Regions from separate parts of the Mus musculus genome. Here region 2 is linked to region 1. A link is a contact called in public Hi-C data. All regions are on one chromosome and are shown on one strand. Each heading gives the region's core, a stretch centred on a gene start, on an enhancer-like site or on the middle of the called end of the contact. The rest is flanking DNA. Distances are from core to core; before and after follow the strand shown.

The links. A called contact is a pair of places that touch in the nucleus more often than the background predicts.
Region 2: a contact with region 1 is called in a Hi-C map of bone marrow-derived macrophages, with 42 read pairs. The contact joins two enhancer-like sites. A contact is called at or near these places in 2 of 39 promoter capture datasets (the C10 cell line and liver), 3 of 484 Hi-C or Micro-C datasets (bone marrow-derived macrophages and nephron progenitors), 7 of 115 datasets of contacts at active chromatin or transcription factors (the HPC-7 cell line, Th17 cells, embryonic stem cells and 3 more) and 3 of 9 other capture datasets (adipose tissue, liver and pancreatic islet).

Annotation. Positions count from the first base shown.
Region 1 is chr2:31,050,770-31,054,830 of GRCm38.p6, reverse strand. Fnbp1 (formin binding protein 1) reads left to right here. Exons shown (of 17, transcript NM_001177648.1): 9 at 613-807; 10 at 1,664-1,846. Among named protein-coding and RNA genes, the nearest start is that of Gm39786, 56 kb to the right of the region's middle. Within about 2 kb of position 2,205, at least 32 of the 459 cell types and tissues checked have an H3K27ac peak or open chromatin away from gene starts, as enhancers often do. A contact at or near this core is called in bone marrow-derived macrophages, where this site is marked.
Region 2 is chr2:31,178,567-31,182,627 of GRCm38.p6, reverse strand. The region is part of intron 9 of Gpr107 (G protein-coupled receptor 107); the gene reads right to left. Among named protein-coding and RNA genes, the nearest start is that of Gm22516, 9.1 kb to the left of the region's middle. Within about 2 kb of position 1,702, at least 38 of the 459 cell types and tissues checked have an H3K27ac peak or open chromatin away from gene starts, as enhancers often do. A contact at or near this core is called in bone marrow-derived macrophages, where this site is marked.

The sequences.
Region 1 (4,061 bases), core at 956-3,455:
CAGTCTGGTGTGCCCTGCTGCCTTGGAATGTTTTAAATGGTAGATTTCTGTAAGAGAAAGTGCCAGGCAATAGGTGGTTTTCTTGTGTAGAGTTTTGATGGTAAGATATCTTGCCTCCCATTTCATTAAGACATGTTGGCTTTGAGCATCCTTCAGGGGCCTCTGCCACATTTGTAAGAAAAAAATTATCAGTGGTCCAAAAGGAACAGCACCCTCCCCCCTCTGACTGCATCCTACAGGAGAGCTTTCTACCTGAGGTGCTCAAACCAATCTTACCTTGACTGGAATTTCTTTTTTCTTCATAATTATGTCACCAGTTCAAGATCTCTCAGAAAAGTTTAACCGTCTAAGCGAAGCTCCCTCCAGGCACCCTGTTTAAGGGTTCAGTGACACGTCATACAACACGTGGACAAAGGATGAGTCCTTCAAAAGCAAAGCATCATGGGAGGTGGAGGCAAAACTTTGTGAGACAATCTCTCTAGCAATAAACACAGTGCTGAGGACCACAGTGCTGAGAAAGAGTGGGATTCTCAGTAGCATTTCTTGGGTCCTCCTTGGTCTGTATCATCGCCACTCTGGTGGTGACCTGCCTGTCCCTGGGTGTGATTGCAGGACTCCCAGCTGGTCGTAGAAGCCTATAAGTCAGGATTCGAGCCTCCTGGAGACATTGAATTCGAAGATTACACACAGCCAATGAAACGCACAGTGTCAGACAACAGCCTTTCCAGCTCCAAAGAAGGCAAGCCTGAGCTCAGATTTGGCGGCAAGTCCAGAGGCAAGCTCTGGCCATTCATCAAGAAAAACAAGGTACTGGCCATTTGGACCCTGCGTGGGCTGTGAGCTACAGATGCAGAGTCTCAGAGTTTATCTTTTGGTCTTAATCAAACTAAGATCTGGACTTCCAGAGAGCGAGAGAGGACAGTTAGTGTGCTGCGTTCAATTCACGATTCAAACGGTCTGTCTCTGGTGTTGGAGTCTTTGCCATGGCCTCTGTCTTATTGCAGATGCGTTGTCCCAGGACCGGGTCACCCACACTAACATCACTGACCTCACAGCCCTGTCACCCACCCCCATCCTCCCAGACTGCTGGGAGCAAGGGGACCGAGTCCCATCTAATCAAGCTTGCCAGCCTGACCTTGGTTTTGACACGTTAACCTGTCTCTGTGAATATTTTTCCCTTTTCTTTTCATAGCGTGGTATGTAGGTGCATGACAGCTAACCCGGCGGCCTAAACCGGATGGAAGTGGCCTTACTGCATTAACCTTAGATTAGACTGATTGTCTGAGTTTTCCAGGACAGGACTGTCCCCCTGTTTTAGACCCCCTCTCCCCCATCGAACTGCGTTAGCTTAGATGTGGACGTGTTTACCTCTGGCTTAAACTGGTTCTAGAACGACTAACGAGAGCCTAGATTGCATGTCACTGTCTGCATGAGCTTTGGGTCATGATCTTCTGCTGTCCTGTCGCGTACTCACGGACCCTCTCCTTTCCGCCCCCTCTGTGGACCGCATCCTCCATGATTTCTTTTGTACCGTGGCATCGATATTAATGGTTTGTGTTTTACTTGCTTTGGATCTTGAATATGATTTGATGCTTATTTCTGTTTTGTGTCTTCTTGTTTCTGATTTTTTTTTTCTGTCGTCATTCCACCCCTCACATTGTAGCTTATGTCCCTTTTAACATCCCCCCATCAGCCTCCCCCTCCGCCCCCTGCCTCTGCCTCACCCTCTGCTGTTCCCAACGGCCCCCAGTCTCCCAAGCAGCCAAAGGAACCCCTCTCCCACCGCTTCAACGAGTTCATGACCTCCAAACCCAAAATCCACTGCTTCCGGAGCCTAAAGCGTGGGGTAAGTTCCGCTCCGGAGTCCTGCGTCTCTTGCGCACCATGTTGCATGTCTCATTCTGCGTCTTTACTTTGTGAGTAGACCCAGTGTGTTTTCCCGTAGCATCCAGAGGGAGAGAGAGCCTGAGCCTAGACTCCCAGAGAGCAGACGAATGACAGAAAGAGAGGAAGGAAAGAGCCATGCGGAGGGGAATGAGCAGCAGAGAGCCAGGAGGCCTGAGGTCTTTGACTCTCTAGTCCGTGCTGGAAGCACCTCACACTTCCCCTTCAGAGATTCCGAGTCATTCATTTTCCTCCTTGGTCTCACCAACTCTGACTCGCTCTCTCAGACAATGTAGAAGATGAGGAAGTGGAAGCGACTAGACAGTCAGAAAAATCTGTGTTGAGTAATTACAGACAGGGATGCGGCACAGGCTCTGCTGCCCAAATGATGCTGCTGGCGAGGAGGAAGGAATCGGACCGGGCTTACTGGTTCCCTTGTGAAGCTAAGGGGTAACAATAGCATACCTCTCACACCTGCATCTCTCTGCAAAGGGAGAAGGCACCACAGCGGCGACATTCCTCCACGGCTCCCTCTCCACTCAGTCCCCACCTTCCTCGGTGGTGAATCCAGTGAATTACTGGAAGCTGTGGAGCCGGGATATAAGTGTCAGCTCACGTGGTCCTGTGCTCTGTGGCACCCAAGTTCAGGGAACAGTCTCTTAGACTGCGGTTGCTGTTACGACTCAGGTTTGAAATCCTTCGGAGGACCAGAAGTTCAGGGACATCCTTGGGTATAGAACAAGTCCCACGCCAGTCTGAGCTACCTGAGATTCTGTCACAAAACAGTTTGTTACCATACATGAACCTCTATGAGAATTAGGCAGTCGTCCAGCATAGATACCAGCTTAGCTTAATGGGAAAAGGCTGGGAAAAAATAATTTGTGACCTCCCAAGTAAAACTAAGTGAGCCTCCTCCAGTTGTATTTATAATAAATGTCTGGGCTGAGCGTGGCGGCTCATATCTGTAATCCTAGCAGCTAGGAGGCTGAGGCAGGAAAATGTTATGTTTAAGGCTAGCTTGGACTACATGTCTTTCCAGGCTAGCCTGGAATGTAACGTGAGTCCCTGCCTCAAACAAACAGACAAGAAGTCTGTAGCCGAATGGTCAGTGCCGCACCCATGTGCAGGTCCTGGCCTGTGGCGTTCCCCTGCAGACAGATGTAGTTGAATGCCTTCCTCTGGGATCTCCAAGCATCCAAGCAGCTGAGTACTGAGACACTTCTTCCTTTTCTTTTTTTGGAGACAATCTCTACATATAACCCTGTGTGTCCTGAAACTGTGGCCCAGGCTGGCCTAGAGCCTCTCTGGAGTGCTGAGATTAAAGTCATGTGCCACCATGGCCAGCTGGAGACACTTCAGTGTAGTCCCTGAGAGCTCAGTTATCCCTAAAGCCAGAGTTGGGTCCAGACCGTGGGCTGATAAGCAGCATTCTTGCAAATGGAAAGTTCCCAAGTTTTGTGTTTTCTCCCCCACCGTCCTCTGGCATGGGAAAAACTTTCAGCCGTGGCTAATTAGATGAGTGTCTGCCTCAGATCCATGCGCTGGTGGATCTCTTTATCTGCAGAATCCCAGTACTGAGAGACTCTTCATTTCATAGGAACAGTGTTCTGGTCTATATCTAACCTTAGTACTCCAGAGGCTGAAGCAGGAGGATTGCAGTAAGTTTAAGACCAGCCTGGGCTTCATAATGAGATCCTATTTCCAAAGAAAGAGAGAGAAAGGAAGGGAGGGACGGAGGGAGGGAGGGAGGGGCCTGGAGTGTGGAGTAGCTGGTAGAGTACTTACTTTGCACGAATTCCCAGCACTGCACAAAACATGCAGTGGTTCAGCCTGTGAAGATCAGAACGTCAGCCTAGACTACGTGAGATCCTATCTCAAAACTGAAATAAAAGAATGGGTGGAGAAGCTGGGCAGTGGCGGCGCACGCCTTTAGTCCAAGCACTCGGGAGGCAGAGGCAGGTGGATTTCTGAGTTCAAGGCCAGCCTGGTCTACAGAGTGAGTTCCAGGACAGCCAGGGCTACACAGAAACCCTGTCTCGAAAAAACAAACAAAGCCTGGGTGGAGAAATGGCTCAGTAGGTGAAAGTGCTGAGGGAAGCCTGATTACCTAAGTCCAGTTCCTCGGCCACAGTGAGAGAGAGTCGTCTCCCCAAAGCTGCCCACTGCCATCGCATGCA
Region 2 (4,061 bases), core at 453-2,952, 130 kb before region 1:
AACTCAAGGACAAATAAGACTCTTAAAGTACACAGAGCACAGGACGTGTGCACACCGTCACACATGAAGACGCTGGAATAGCACAGTAATAAGTACATGAAACAGGAGCAGGACATTAATCTCCAAGGGGAGTGAAGCAGTGTGGCAGATACGACAGTGCAGAAGGAAGACCCACACACGTACACAAGCTTGATGGAAGAGGAAGCCAGTCCAGCTTGGTGGGAAAGGACAGACTACTTAGTGACTACAGTGGTAAAAAAAACCATGGGGGGGGGGGGGCTGGAGAGATGTCTCGGTCATTAAGAGCACTGAATGCTCTTCTGAAGGTCCTGAGTTCAAATCCCAGCAACCACATGGTGGCTCACAACCATCTGTAACAAGATCTGACTCCCTCTTCTGGAGTGTCTGAAGACACTACAATGTACTTATACACAATAAATAAATAAATCTTAAAAACAATCCTCTGGAACCGACACCTAGAAGAGAGTAAAGCAGCCGCACAGTGGTGGTGCACACCTTTGATCCCAGCGATTGGAAGGCAGAAGCAGGTAGAGAGAATCTCTTGTGCAATGTATGGAAGGATCACCTGTCAATAAAATGCTGTTGGTCTATTAGCTTAGGCAGGAAATAGTGAGGTGGAAGGTCCGGTACAGAGAGAGGAATTCTGGGATAGTGAGGTGTGGGGGGTGTTGGGGGGTGTTGGGGGTTGGGGAGATATACACCCTGGAACACTGAAGGGGACTGTAGCATGTAACCAAGGAGAGGTAACCAAGCACAAGGCAGGATTTAGAATACAATAAATGGGTAGTTAAGTTATGAGCTAGCTGGGGAACAAGCCAAAGCTATCGGCCTAGGCACTGAAACCCTAAATCTCAGTGTCATTCTTTTGTGAACTTGAGTGTGGGTGGAAAAGCTCGAGGTTACAGGCAGTGGATCTCTGAGTTTGAGGCCAGCTTGGTCTACAGAGGGAGTTCCAGGAAGCCAGGGTTGCACAGAGAAACCCTGTCTTGAGAAACCAACTCCTCCCTCTAAAAAAAGAAAGAAAGGAAAAGAGGAGGAGGGGGAGGAGGAGGAGGAGGGAAGTAAAGCTGGGCTCACTATCTTCGATTCACTTTCGGGCGATTCCAGATGAGCTCGGCTGTGAATGAAACTTGCCTTGTGACCTGGGATCACAAAGGGCCCCTAGGACCCAAGCAGCATGGCCCCAAAGATGAAATTAGATGGTGGGGCTCTATCACAGTCAAAACTTTCATTCAACAACACACACTGCTGACTAGCCTAATGACCATAATGACTGGAGACAAGACTTGCATGTGTAGCCAGACAAGGAACACAGAAGACTTTTGCTCATGTAGAACAGCTAGACAATGAGAAAATCCAATACGTAAGCAATAGAAGCCTGCAATGAGAGTCCCCAGTGGGGACACTGAGAAGACAGACTACCCCAACAGTTTATACACACCAGACTGGCTCACATCAAGAGGCCACTTATAGTGAGAGGATGGTGACAGAGCTCAGCTCCCAGACAAAGTAGAAAGTGGTGCAGCCACGAGGTGGGCAATCTGACAACATTCAAGGAAACTTTCAAAGGACAGGTCCCTAGGAGAGCTCAGAAGTAGGAGACAAGGCTATTCCAGTACTCTGCAGTAGCATATAGACTGCAGCTGGCAACTGCATGTACTCCTGTCTCTCAGGACAGCAGAGGAACCCATGAGGATGCAGCCCATGGAACATGGAGGTGTGGCTAAAATCAGCCATCAGGATGCAGACAGCAGAACAGCTGATGGGAAAAGTGTCACTAATTTATATTTTTTCCAGATAGGGTTTCCCTGTTCAGCCCTGGCTGTCCTCACTAAGTAAATCAAACTGGCCTCGAACTCACAGAGATCTACCTGCTTCTGCCTCTCAAGTGCTGGGATTAAACATGTGCACCACTACCTGGCAGTGTCACTGATTTTAAACAGTTATATCTGCAGACAACACTTTCTATACATTTAAAACATACATAAAACAAAAACCAAGCGAACCGCAGACATTACTTACGAGAATATACAAATGTCCCAAACAATATATTCAGCATATTGGGGTGACTTTCTGTGGTTGAGAAGTGGGCGAGGGACAGGAAGTAGTGGGGGATGGTCAGTTGGGAAAGGAGCACGAATAGAGAGATGATGAGACCATACACAGCCTGACGTACACTGGGCTTCTTGTTTATCTCCTGGGTACTTTCCTGTTCTGGTGACTCCTCACTGAAGGTCAAAAGGGAAGCCATTGCCAGAGCAGTCTACTATTGAATGGCAGTGGCTTTTCCCAGAATACAACACTGCCCACTGGAAAAGGCCACACTCACATCCTGGCCAGTTTGACTTTCGGTCCTCAATTAAACACCCATGCTGGGACAATGAAAGGCTCGGAAGTCACGACGACCCAGCCTTGATTGATTTGGCCCTGATGACCTTCATCTCTGAAGTGGCACAGCTCCACCTCCCCTGAAAAGCAGCCAACCTGCAAGCACTGCCTCTCACCCTGCATCCAGCACTGCTTGCTCCCACTCTGGGTGCACAGCATATAAACCTGAGAGGAGAGACAAGCACCAGCAGGAAGCCCTGGCCTCCAGCCCCAGCTCAGTCAGGTAAGTGTCTATCTCTCACTTCCACTCTCTGGGCCTCAGTACATTTATGTGACAAAGATGTCTCATTCTTCTCAGCCCTAGCAAGCGTCTTAAACACCTCCTACATGTAAAATACATACTTCCAGTCTACCAGCATTCACTGGCTGTTACATGGGATGCCTTAATTTGCATCTTTTTGGATATGTACACATCCACTCACAGTTAAAAACATGACTGGCACAAAATAGATCAGCCCTCTTAACCACCATCTTAGAAAAGGGAGCCGAGGCAGTGACACTGCCACTGCTGAGTAAAAGCAAAGGAAACACCTGGGAGTGTGGGCAAGCGAGCAGGTCCACGAGTACTCACTGCACAGCATCCTGGTGCAAAGACAGACGTGAGAGGCTCGGCAGGAAGAAGGGCAATTACCATTGCTCCAGGGCTGCAGCTGAGGAACAGGCATGGTGAAGAGGGGCAACTGGAGGTCACAGGCAAGGTGTGCCTGGGACAGAGTCGTGCGTGGTGCACAGTGCAGGCCAGAGGACAACTTGCCGGAGTCAGGTCAGTTTTCTCCTCTATCATGTGGAACCAGGGCACTGAACTCAGGTCATCAGGCTAGGTAGCAAGGGCTTTTACCCACTAAATGATCCTGACAGCATGGAACATCCTTTTAAAAGGACCCATATCCAAGACTCTTGAGTGTCCATTAAAATGCAATCAAGACACCCAGGGCTTCAGCTTCTGCCCCGGTGCTCCAGGGAGAGGTGTCTGGGGCACTTGATTATCATGTGAGTCTTGGGTAACATGGTTTTGCATATCCCAAGTCTAGAGGCCTTTTAATGTAAAAATGTCTTACACTATTTTGTTCTAAGATTTCTGGGCAAGGAGACAGAATTCATACCTACACAGCCACGTCCCTCAGCAACAGAGAGGGTTTTGGGACAAGGGTCCTGGTGAAAGGCAGATGGATTCCAAATGGGTTTTTCCCAGAGTCAAGCTCCTGGCGGTCAACAGAGAGAGTCCAGGGAGGCTCTCGGCCGATGCTTCAGAGCTGGAAGCTTTAAGCTTCCACTGGGACAGCGACTGACGTCATCACTAACTCCTCTCAAGATGGGTGTCTCCTGGAGCTGGTGGCTCAGTGCTTAAGAGCACTGTCTGCTCTTCCAGAGGTTCTGAGTTCAATTCCCAGCAACCACATGGTGGCTCACAGCCATCGGTAACAAGATCTGGCGCCCTCTTCTGGAGTGTCTGAAAACAGCTACAGTGTACTTACATATAATAAATAAATAAATCTTAAAAAATAAAATAAATGAATAAATAAATCTTTAAAAAAAAAAAAAGATGGGCATCTCTTACAAGGTACCATCCTGGGCTTCAGCCTCTCTGCAAGGGTGACACTGTGTGTTTGGGCTGTTTGTGTATTTAACATCTGGACCTGCTTCCTAAACAA